2 separate regions of the Hordeum vulgare genome follow, and region 1 is linked to region 2. The links are chromatin contacts, called in public Hi-C maps. All regions are on one chromosome and are shown on one strand. The core of a region is the stretch at or near the end of the contact, and the rest is flanking DNA. Distances in the headings are between cores, read along the strand shown.

Evidence for each region. A called contact is a pair of places that touch in the nucleus more often than the background predicts.
Region 1: a Hi-C map of seedling shows a contact between it and region 2, with 5 times the contacts expected there. The contact joins the promoter of LOC123425929 here to the promoter of LOC123425927 in region 2. A contact is called at or near these places in 4 of 6 Hi-C or Micro-C datasets (leaf and seedling) and 1 of 1 datasets of contacts at active chromatin or transcription factors (embryo).

The regions. Positions count from the first base shown.
Region 1 is chr2H:222,816,452-222,822,056 of MorexV3_pseudomolecules_assembly, reverse strand. It overlaps LOC123425929 (probable 5'-adenylylsulfate reductase 1, chloroplastic), which reads right to left and starts at 4,025. Exons shown (of 6, transcript XM_045109694.1): 1 at 3,858-4,025; 2 at 3,266-3,548; 3 at 1,921-2,269; 4 at 1,501-1,638; 5 at 1,068-1,385; 6 at 496-960. The coding sequence starts at 3,915. The coding sequence ends at 730.
Region 2 is chr2H:222,266,586-222,272,561 of MorexV3_pseudomolecules_assembly, reverse strand. It overlaps LOC123425927 (methionine aminopeptidase 1B, chloroplastic-like), which reads left to right and starts at 3,729. Exons shown (of 11, transcript XR_006621953.1): 1 at 3,729-4,067; 2 at 4,209-4,299; 3 at 4,518-4,752; 4 at 4,858-5,019; 5 at 5,109-5,150; 6 at 5,263-5,334; 7 at 5,614-5,693.

The DNA.
Region 1 (5,605 bases), core at 2,776-5,275, 550 kb before region 2:
AGGTGCTCTTCTCCGCCGGGGTCGCCGGCGTCCGCCGCCGCCATGCCCATGCTCGTCACCGGCCGTCGCCACGATCTAGGTTTAGGTCTGGATGCAGCGGGGGTCTGGATGCAGCGGGTATGCAACGGGGGTCTGGAATCTGGATGCAACCGGTCTTCCAAAAAAAAGATTCATGCGGGGGTCTGGTGGAAGGATGCAGCGAGTCAACAGTTCTTCAAAAAAAAAGATTCATGTGGGTCCCACCATTTATACGTACATACGACAGGAATACGTTGGTATATTGGCCGGTATATGCATGGAAGTGGGCATAATGACATCTGTCAAATGTACACAGAGTTGCAATGGCATTTTTCGAAAGATGAAAGTTGCAGTGGCGTTTCTCAAATAGCCGGAAATTGTAGCGGCATCTATCCAATTAACCCAAGAATATTTAGTTGCAATCCCAGCCCACTTAGCCTGAAGTAAAAGGGATTGGATGAAGCCTTGGATCAAAACTTTTTCAAAACTAGTACTCTTATTTGAACTTCCTTACAATCATCTAGCTACAACTACATACATATCCCCACCTCCTTATAAGGGAGGGGCTTTCAGCCGCAGTCTCTGCCTCCCCACACTCCTCTTGTCTCCAATATTTCCGTTGATGTTCTGAACCATCCTCTCTTGCTACCACTGTATAATGATGCCTAGACATCAATGCAGAGAACGATGGTTCTCCGGTTGTCTGACCACTCATCTGAGGGTGTTCACGAAGGCGAGGAGGGACTGTACGTCTCTCTTCTCGGACGGGTACTTGATGGGCTTCACGGTGCGGCCGGGGAAGAGGAGGATCGTCGGGAAGCTCTGTAGCTGCAGCTCCGCCTGCGCGAATGACTTCTGCTCGCCGTCCGCGCGGAACTTGGCCACCTTGATGCCCGAGCCGCTCAGCTGCTCGGCCAGCTCAACGTAGGACGCCTCCATCGCCTGCACGACACCATACACCACAATCGTTTCAGCAAGCCATGTTCTGAGTTCCTGAATGTAGTTGGAAATAGAATCTAGGAGTACTTGTGATCGCAAAGTAGATGTACCTGGCAGTACGGGCACCAGGGAGCGTATAGGACGGCGAGCCACGGTTCCGCGCGGTTCTCGAGCCGCAGGAGGTTCTCGATCCCGGGACGGGTGAGATTGACGATTGCCTGGCTCTGGAAGATGTCTGGGGCACTGGCCTCAGCCGAGCCGTTGCCGTTGACGCCGACCTTGGGTGTCTGACCTTCCTTGTCGATGTTACCCTTGTGGAGACCGCACTCCTTGGCCGTGGCGTCCTCCCACCACCACCTCCCTTCCCTCTCGTGCTGCCCCGGCAACACGGGCCTGGTGCACGGCTCGCACCCAATGGAGACGTAGCCCTGAAACACAAAGTACAGGTGCGTGTAAGTTCCTCATCAAAGTACTAAAAGAAATTCCCAGATTGCATGACGGCATTGATTACACTACACCTCTACAACCAGAGGGGGCACTCACTTGAGCATGCAGGGTGTTCACAGGGACATCCATGGTCCTGAGGAAGGTCCAGATATCCTTGCCATCCACATTAGCCACAGGGTTCCACTTGATCAAGCTACCAGCTCCACCATCCAGCCCTTCAAATGACGGATCAACCTGAACCATCAAAAAATTCAAATGATCATTAGGTGTCTAAACATTTCGAATGTTGGTAGGAGAGCTGCCAATTAGGTGTCTAAACATGGTACTACTGAGGGGCTGTTCGGATGCTCTCTGCTCGGCAACTGCAGCTCCCGGAACGGAGGGATCGGCAGCACAATTCCAGGGAGTTGCTCAAACCGAGCTCCCCGCGCGGAGCGGAGCTGTCAAACTGGAGAGGATCCGAACAGTCCCTAAAATGCAGTTTGTGTCATGGTTCATGGTGGAGTGTCATCATACCTGAACAACAGGGATGCTCGCCCTGGTGCCAGGGGACTGGTCCTTCCGCTGCCCGGTGATCCAGGCCTTGAGGCCCTTGAGGGCCCTCCTCAATGGCCGAACCTTCCTCACCCTGCAGCACTCCTGGTGTCCGTCCTCGTAGAAAGAGAAGAGGCCCTTGGTCCTCACAAGGTCCTGCACCTCGCTTGCCTCTGGGAACATGTACTCGATGTGGATACCGTAGTGCTTCTCCACCTTGTCGAAGAGTTGGTATGTCTCTGGGTTCAGCCGCCCCGTGTCGAGGCTGAACACCCTGAAGGGGCGTCCAGTCAGCTTCGCGTATTCAATCAAGGCCACGTCCTCGGCACCGCTGCACAATCCAGAGTGAATCGACATCAGTGAAACGCCAACTAGTTCCTTGTGCGTGTGATGAATCAGATATGCTGTACTACTACTGAATGATCGCAGTTGCTTATACGAGACCGAACCATGTACAGTCATGTTCTTTATCCCAGGATATCATACCGTACCGTACATGACTGTTCAATGGGACGTACTACCAACACAAACAAGCGAGTGACGTCAGATTATTTGATCGTACAATACCTGGCAATCCTACATAGAATTGCTGGTTCAGTTTGCGTTTCAGTCCTCTCTTCTCCGTTTGGAACCTGTTAGCTTAGATTATGATGTGAACTACAACTACGTGTTGTTGCTAGCTTTATTAAAATGAAAAGTGCTACTGTACTGTACTACTACCACTACGTAACGGAACCTATTATTGACGCCGGCGCCTATTTTATGTTCCATATATGAAATCTTTGTGTCCGCTTGTGCGTGGTTGGTGGGCCATGATTCTAGCTCTAGTCCAAGAAAAGTCCCGGGCAAGGGAGAAAATGAACCTGGACGCCCTCCCAGTTGTGTTCAGCGGTCTAGATACATGAGGGCCAGGTAACAGTCGGGTTTTTTGCGAAACCGATCCGACCCAATTATAGAGTATATCGCCTCAAACCTCATGGTAACAAAATTCATCAACTAATTTGAATAACTACCAAGCTACAGGACATGAAGACCATCATCCAGCGGTAATTGGTACTACTAGAAGAACTACAGTAGTTGTACATCACCTTCCGACCCACTTGCCAGCCCGGCAATGAGATCACAATCGTACACTCAGCTATCAGGTGAGGATCACGTTAGCAATAGCAGGAATCTCCACGACCATTCGTTGGGGAGATACCAGGGCCCAAGCACGAATGTAAACCACAGGAGACAGGACACGAGCATACAAACGGGTGTATCTATCCCCTAATCCAGTACGCTATGATCAGAAACTTCATCAAAAACAAGGATTGGTGTGTCTCACCTGAAGGCGATGGCGATTTCAGAGCCGAACATGTCGAGCGCACGATCCATGATCTCCAGAGGCGACGCGTCCACCAGCTCCAGCGCCAGGGCCTCGTAGTCCACGGACGCCGCAGCAGATGCCTCCTCCTCGACTGGCGCCACCGGCGCGGAGGCCGCGGAGGCCGACACTGGCTTCCTCGATGGCTCCGCCGCGCACAGCGGGCGCACCGCCCTCGCGCGCTGGCCCTTGGGCGCCGCTGCCGGCACGGCCACCTGCTGCCTCACGGCTCCAATCCTCGCGGCTGCACGGGCGAAAAACCAGGGAAGAAATTTAGACGGATTGTCCTCACGCAGTTTCACATCGAAAAATCTGATGCCTCATGTCGAGAAACATCCTCATGGAATGCGCCAACAGATGGCGGAAAAAAAAACTCAAATTCAAACAAAAACCTGTCTAAATTTTGGAGGAAATGCGACCATATGACCATATCATTTGCCCCCAAATTATTACTAGTAAAGTACTGTATAAATTAGCAGTAGATGCGCCAAGCCTGATTCCCCACAAAACCCAGAATTAAAAAGAGGAACCGAAATCGTACAGCAGGCCTCACCTTTGAGATCGCGCAAGGCGATCGAGTGCGACGAGATGGAAGCAGTAGCGGAAGCCATTGATTACCGGGCCGCTGAATCCCTCCTCCCTCTCGAATTCGCAGGGAATGTTTCTCCGGGTTGGCAAATGTGTTTTAACTCCTGTGTTTTCTCTGTGGCGAGGGAAACGGGGCTGAGTGGTTACATATAGCTCGGGCGGGAGGCCAGGTTCGTTGTATCTGGACGGGTTCCGGAGGCAGCAGCCGGAGGGGCACGTGTCGTGCTTCTATTGGATAGAGCTGGGAGAGGGTTCCCTGGCCGATCGAAGCAGTGGCGTCACTTGGCACCGTGGAAAGGACCAGCACGTGTGGGTGCCACATGACTGCAGGGCTGACGCCGGATGTCGTGAGGTGGATGGGTGTGTGGGTGGGCGTCTGCATGCCTCCATCCGCTTAGTCTGGTCATAGTGGGAGTACTCTCCCTCCCTTCCGTTCCTAAATACTCCCTCCGTTCTTAAATATAAGACCTTTTAGGTCCTGTTTAAAATCATAATAGATTATGATAATCTGGATTATGAAGAGAGATTATATAATCTGGTTTATAAAAATAATCTAGGTGGACATGTTTGAAGGCCAGATTATATAAACTGTAATCCATGTTTTACATTGCATAATGACCTGTCTGTCCTCTGTTTTTTTAAAAGAGGAGGGTGGCGGTAGTAGGAATGTAATTATCTCCAACTTTACAAGGGTAATGGGTCATTAGCAATTCATAATATGATTTTAGCTGGTGTAGAGTAGATTATGAGTTTTTAATAATCTATCCATCTAGTTTTTATAATCTACACCATAATCTGTCCTGTTTGAAGACATAATAGATTATAAAAACTGGATTATATAATCTGGATGGTTCCAAACAGGACCTTAGAGATTCCACTATGAACTACATACGGATGTATGTAGTCATATTTTAGAATGTAGATTCACTCACTTTGCTCCGTATCTAGTCTATAGTGAAATCTCTAAAAGGTCTTATATTATGGAACGGAGGGAGTATAAGACATTTTAGAAATTGCACTATGGACTACATACGGATGTACATAGACATATTTTAGATTATAGATTCACTCATTTTGCTCCGTATGTAGTCTTCTAATAGAATCTTTAAAAGGTCTTATATTTTGGAACGGAGGGAGTAACATATAGTAGTATCATGCATATGATACTATTGTATGATACTACCTTCATAGTGCATAGTATCATAAAATAGTATCATAGATGACTTTATTTATTGACATGCATGACACATAGTAGCATAGCATTTTACATGTTACGGTATCTACCTATGTTACTCTAACCCTCTCTCTCTTCTTTAATTGTCTGCCACAATAACATGTTTGCTAGTCCCATGTATATGATACTACCTTAGTTACTCCCACTATGGCCAGCCTTACGTCGTCTGCCTCACAATCACATTTGAGGTCTCTCATCCGTCACTAATTTTTTTTCTTTAGGATCAGGCAAGAGCACCGTTTTTTCGAAGAGATGACGAAAATACGTATAGTAATTTATAGAGGGGTCAGTGTTTTTAGGGAACGTCGCAGAACCGTAAAACGACCGATCTAAAAACTAGTTTAATAAATGTCCGTGATTGGTAGGCTCGCAGCAAACGTCAGGTCACGTTGATTAATTGCGTCAATGGCAAGTTCCGCCACCTCGCGGTGCGTGTGTCGCTGTCGAGTGAACACGTACCTATTTCGCTCTTTCTAGAT
Region 2 (5,976 bases), core at 2,480-4,979:
GGCCCGGCCGTGGGCTTGACCCAAGCATAGGAGCGGGGAGGCCGCGGCGTGAGGAGGGGCGGCGGCGCAGCAGCGACGTGACGCCAACGGGGCGGTGCGGGATCGAGCGGAGGGGAGGGGCTCGATCTGGATCGAGGGGGGGAACGGGGGAGGGCAGGAGGGAGCGAGGTGCTGGCGAGGGAGCTCGGGCTGGCCCTCGATGGGGAGGGCGAGGGGGAGGTGAGCGAGGGGGACAAGGGAGCACGATGGAGTGGAACGAGGGGCAGTTCCCTCGATCTCGAGGAAACTGACAAGGGGGCTGGGGGTAGCGGTCTGGGGAGGCAAGGAACGGGATGGGGAACGAGGGAGCGTGACTCCCTCGCGGTGGGTCTTCTGGCGGCGGTGTGGGGAGTGGGGTGAGGAGCGGTTTGGGCTAGGGTTTCCTAGGGGTTTAAATATCCCGGTAGGAGGTGGGCTGTGGGGCTGGCTGGCTTGGCCGGTGCCTTTTTATTTATTTATTTATTTAATTAGCTTTTAACAATTTCTGTTTTATTTATTTAGAGGCTCTAAATCACCTCCAAAAATACTCGCTTCAACTTTATAAAATCTTAGGTAATATTTGTAACCCATCCAACATTTTTATTTTTCAGTTTCGCAAAACTTTTAAATCCACTTTCCGGACGAATTAAGTTTTCAACGGAATTGAACGGGGTTTGAACCGACGTGAGTTTAACAAAAGTAACCACTGTGACGTGGCAACATTAGCATAGGATTACTGTAGCTTAATTACATACAACACTGTAGCAAAAGCTGAGGATGTCACAGTAGACTACTCACACATCACCATGGGAGCAACAATGTTGATGTAGAGGTCCTCCGTGATTGATCCCCCCTTCGACAGGGCACTGGTACAAGGCTCCATATGGGATCACACCGGAACAGAAGCTTGCGATAGCGAAAATAGTGTCCCGGGTGGCTCTGTGGTGTTTTCCCAATTTTAGAGGATTTATAAAGACGGAGTTAGGTCAGGAAACGCCGGGGGTGGTCCCAAGCCATTAGGGCGCGCCCTGTTGGCTTGGCACCACCTCGTGTGGTGTCTGGCCTCCTTCCAAAGCTTCCAGGTCATAGTTTTGTTCAGAAAAAAACGTCAAAAAGTTTCGTTGCATTTGGACTTCGTTTGGTACTGATTTCCTGAAAAGCCAAAAACACGTAGAAAACAACATCTGACACTAGACACTGAGTTAATAAGTTAGTTTCAAAAAAGATATAAAGCATCATATAAATGCATATACATCATTCAAGAACGATAATACAATAACATTGAGCAATAAAAAATTATAGATACGTTAAAAATAGATGATATTGAAAATGGCAAAAGACCTAATGAATAAACAAAAAAACAAGTTCATAAACCACCATTAGAGCATGCAACAACAATTACTACATACGCGATGGTCGTCTGGATTCCAACTTTCTCTACATTTACCAAGTACAATGAAGCAAAAAAATGATCATTTCTTCCATGTCCTTAGTTCAGAGTGCACAAAAATAAAAAATTCTCCAAAACTAGAGGCACTACACAATCAATTCAAAATAGCTCAACAATTGCATGCAACAAAAAACACTAATTATCTGAATACAGAAATATAACAAACACTAAGCATCTGACTACCCTGCCTTTCAACTACAAAATCATTATCTAAACCACATTGCAGCATGTAGGATCCAACATGACTTGGGTGACTAAATAATAGCATCACATATGAGAAAATTATTCCCTACCTCTAAAAACTCGTCCACACCTCTAAAATCTCGTTCTCCACTATCAAAATCTCGACTATAAACCCTAGCAACAACTGGGAACCAAAATAATAAGATCTAACCAATAAACCCTAGGTGGAACTCTTCAGCAATTGGGGACATGAAGGGGGTGGCGGCTTAAGTGAACCCCTGTGCACAAGTTCAAACAAAACTCATGTAGACTATGGATTTCCTCCCGGATCTACTCATCCAATGCTAGGAACTACCAGGAATTAGCCATGAAATGAAGGCCATGCCGGCGGGGGAGAGAAATGGCGAAGCGAAGGGGATCATACCTATGCCCGTGTCGTGTCGCTCGTCACCGTGGCCAAGGATGCTCGTCGTCGACTGCACCTCCCGTTCCCTTGCCGTCCTTGTAGTGTCCGGTTTCCCCGTCTCCGCCACGATTCCAGATCTGGCAATCGCCCGCGTAGCCGCGACAATGAGATGAAGGAGAAGAATACGATGGAAGCACTGAGTCGGATGCCGGAAGCAAAAAAAAAACCGCATGAACACACATCTGATGGGCACCTGGTCGCGACAGACGAGGCATGCCTAATCTCGCGCGATCGAACGATGCGTGAGACGCCCGCTCGCGAGGAAGCGTGCATGTAGCTAATGGAGGATGGTCAGACTACTCGTGATGTAGTGGTTTCGAACACGCTACCATGGTCACCACCACCGACAAATCAGGTTGCACTATCTGTTGATGGGGCCTTCTCTTCGGTGGATGGCTCGGCGGTAGCCGGCATGATATTAAGGAGACATGATGGAAGTGTGATTTTTGCTGCGTATCGTTGCCTGTTTAATTGCAACGACACACTAGAGGCTGAGTTGCATGCACTAATGCAGGGTATGGCACTAACGGCTCAATATAGTGATGTCCCTATAATTGTCCAATCAGAGTCCTCGAAGGCATTAACATCCCTAACCGGTGACAACCTGTCCTGGTCGGCATATGGACATTTGTAGCTGAGATTAAACATCTTATGATACATTCTGAGTTTATTCCATAGAAGATTAAGCGGGAGCAAAACATGATAGCAGATGGATTGACATTGTATAGTCGGACTGATAGTGTGATTGTTGTATGGCTATATCATGGATCACCATGCATCGAGGAACTTTTGCCTCTCGGTTGTAACCCTAGTATATGGAAATAAAACTCTTTACACCGGCAAAAAAAGGGAAAAGATTTCCGTCAGTCGGATGAAAACAAGAAATATCATCTCCTTGCTCTTCCGTCACGTGGCTCTATGAACCGACGCATCGCACTCACCGTTTCCCCATCCCTCATCTCTCTCCATCTTATCTCTTTCAACAGTTTCTGCAACCCGTTCATTGTTTCAGAAATTTGTTTCTGCAAACACGGGCACTATTGCAGAAAGAGGAAGGAAAATAATTCTGTAACAAAGCGATTGTTTCTGAAACTCGACCTTTGTTTTAGGAATTAATGGGTTGAAAATTTATTTTTTGCAACAAAGCGATTGTTTCTGCAATACGTCCACTGTTGCAGAAAGAGGAATGATTTTTTTGTAACAAAGCTATTGTTTCAGAAACTCGAGCGTTGTCTCAGGAATTACCGAGTGCCCAGCCGAAGCGCGCGCAAAGAAAAATACTACAACAAAGCGATTATTTCAGAAACTCGAGCGTTGTCTAAGAAATTATCGGGTGCACAGCCGAAGTGCGTGTGAAAAAAAACTGCAACAAAGCGATTGTTTCAGAAACTCGAGTGTCGTTTCAGAAATTACTGGATGCCCGGCCGAAGCCCCACATGTGGATCGGCTGGATGAAGATAATCAAACAGCTGTGAAGGTGGTGGATCGTTGGAAATAACCCACCCGTGGTGGCGCGTTGCCCCAAAAAAACTAAGTGTTTTTTTTTCTTCTCCTGTAATTATTGGGTTAAACAAGTGTGGTATTTTTTTTCTCCTCTTCTGCTGGCGCTGGAAAAAAAAACACGCATAGCCGAAAGCCGAAACCTCCCGGTGCCGGCGGCGTCTCATCCTCAACGCACATCCCCTCTCTCTGCTGCACTCCTCTTCCCTTGTACCCGCCGGTCTCCTCTTCCTCGAACACGGCCGCCCCGGCTCCGTGTCCTCGACCACGACACCTCCACCGACGCCGTGCGAATCCCCATGGCCATGTCACCTGGAGCGTCGTGTTCCGGCGTTCCTGTACCACCCCGGCCGGCCGGAACCCACACATTCCTCCTGCCGTCGGCTCCCCCGTTCGTCTCAAAGTGCACCATCAATCGAAGAGATCCTCGGACGCCCTCTTCTTGTTTGGGTAAGGAGCCTGCTCAGCTTAATTGCTTGGGTGGTTTGTTCTACTGCCAATAGCCGTCTATTGTTCAAAACGTTTTGGGATTAACCGAGCTGAAACTACAGTAGAATTCGTAGCTGATTCTTTTTTGCTGTCTTGCTGTAGGTAAAGCAATAACGCCAAAGCGCTGCTTTGTCGTGGCTGGCGGACTTACTTGGGTTGATGGGGTTGAAGAAGAGCTGATGGAGCTACAAAAGTACGATTTCCGTTACTACTACGCTGTGCTTAAGCTTCTGTTGTCGCTTCTTTTATCATGTCGTCAGGATTTAGCAATAGCCGTAGCCATTGGTCTTGACCTTAGATTTCACACTTAGTGTGACATCTAGAGTACCTTGCTCTGGAGCTCTAAGTCAGTATACAGCTAACCTTCTGTTCTTATTTGATGACTCCGTAAACACCCTTACACATTTGAAGGACACAAGAGGAAAGCTCAGTGAAGTTAAAGAAGAGGCCGCCTTTGAGGCGTGGAAAGGTCTATCCCCAACTTCCTGTACCAGAACACATTCCAAGACCTTCTTATGTGGGTGCAAACATACCGCAAGAACTACCCGCAGTGCGCCAAATACACAACGCAGAAGGTATCACTGGGATGAGAGCTGCTTGCAAACTTGCTGCCCGTGTACTGGACTTTGCGGGAACATTGGTTAAGGTATATTCTTTTTTTCATACATAACTAGAATCCTTTTGTATCTAAATCATCTGAAGACTCTGCAGTGTACACGTCATAACAGTAATTATTCCACCGTCATTTCAGCCATCAGTTACTACAAATGAAATCGACAGGGCGGTGCATCATATGATAGTTGAGGCGGGTGCTTATCCTTCTCCACTTGGCTATGGTGGATTTCCTAAAAGTATCTGCACATCAGTAAATGAGTGTGTCTGCCATGGACTACCTGATTCAACACAGCTGCAGGTTCTGTAGGATGGAATTTGCATCTTCCTTTCTTTATTTTTGTGTCATGCCTATGTATTGTAGGATGAAAAATGTTGTTTCTACTGCAGAATGGAGACATCATAAATATTGATGTAAATGTGTTCCTAAATGTAAGTTCTCTCTCCTAAGATTATGCATATGCTTAGTTGGTATGTTTGGCATAGAGTCGGATTTTACTGACACATTCCCTAGTTTTAACACGATTCGTACCATTCTTTTCAGGGGTACCATGGCGGAACTTCCAGAACATTTGTATGCGGAGAAGCGGATGAATCTATCAAGCATTTCCTAAAGGTAAGCTATTATTGCTTTGTTAGGTATTTCATCCACAATACATAGCCATTCAGTAACAGTTTGCACTAATGTGAGTTTTACGGTGCTTTTGTCCGAAGGCATGTTTGATTTTAACAAATCCCTGTAGTATTTGTTCTACTTTATAGATATAATTTTGAGGCTTAATGTTCTGAAAGGACCTTTTTTACATTTGGACGATACACTATCTTCTTTTTTATCAAAAAAAAAAGTTCTTCCATCCATTAGAACACGAAACCAAATGATCTTTATTTGGTTCAGGCAGCTGAAGAATGCTTGGAGAAGGGTATTTCTGTCTGCAGGGACGGTGTAAACTACAGAAAAATCGGCAAGAAAATAAGGTATTTTTTCTACATGATACTGTTAAGCTTCATGCACTAGCTAACGCAACCAACAATCTGAACTCATGAAAAGGGCTAAACAATCCACATATACACTTCAACGCCCCCTCTCACGTGTGACGCGGAAAGTCAACACGTCGACAGACTCAGAGGTATGGCTCAAGAGGCCTATACGTGGACAAGTAGGGGACGCGGCAGCAATTTCTGAATAAACTGCGAAAGCCAGGACTTGAACTCAAGACCTTACGCTCTGATGCCATGTTAAGCTTCATGCACTAGCCAG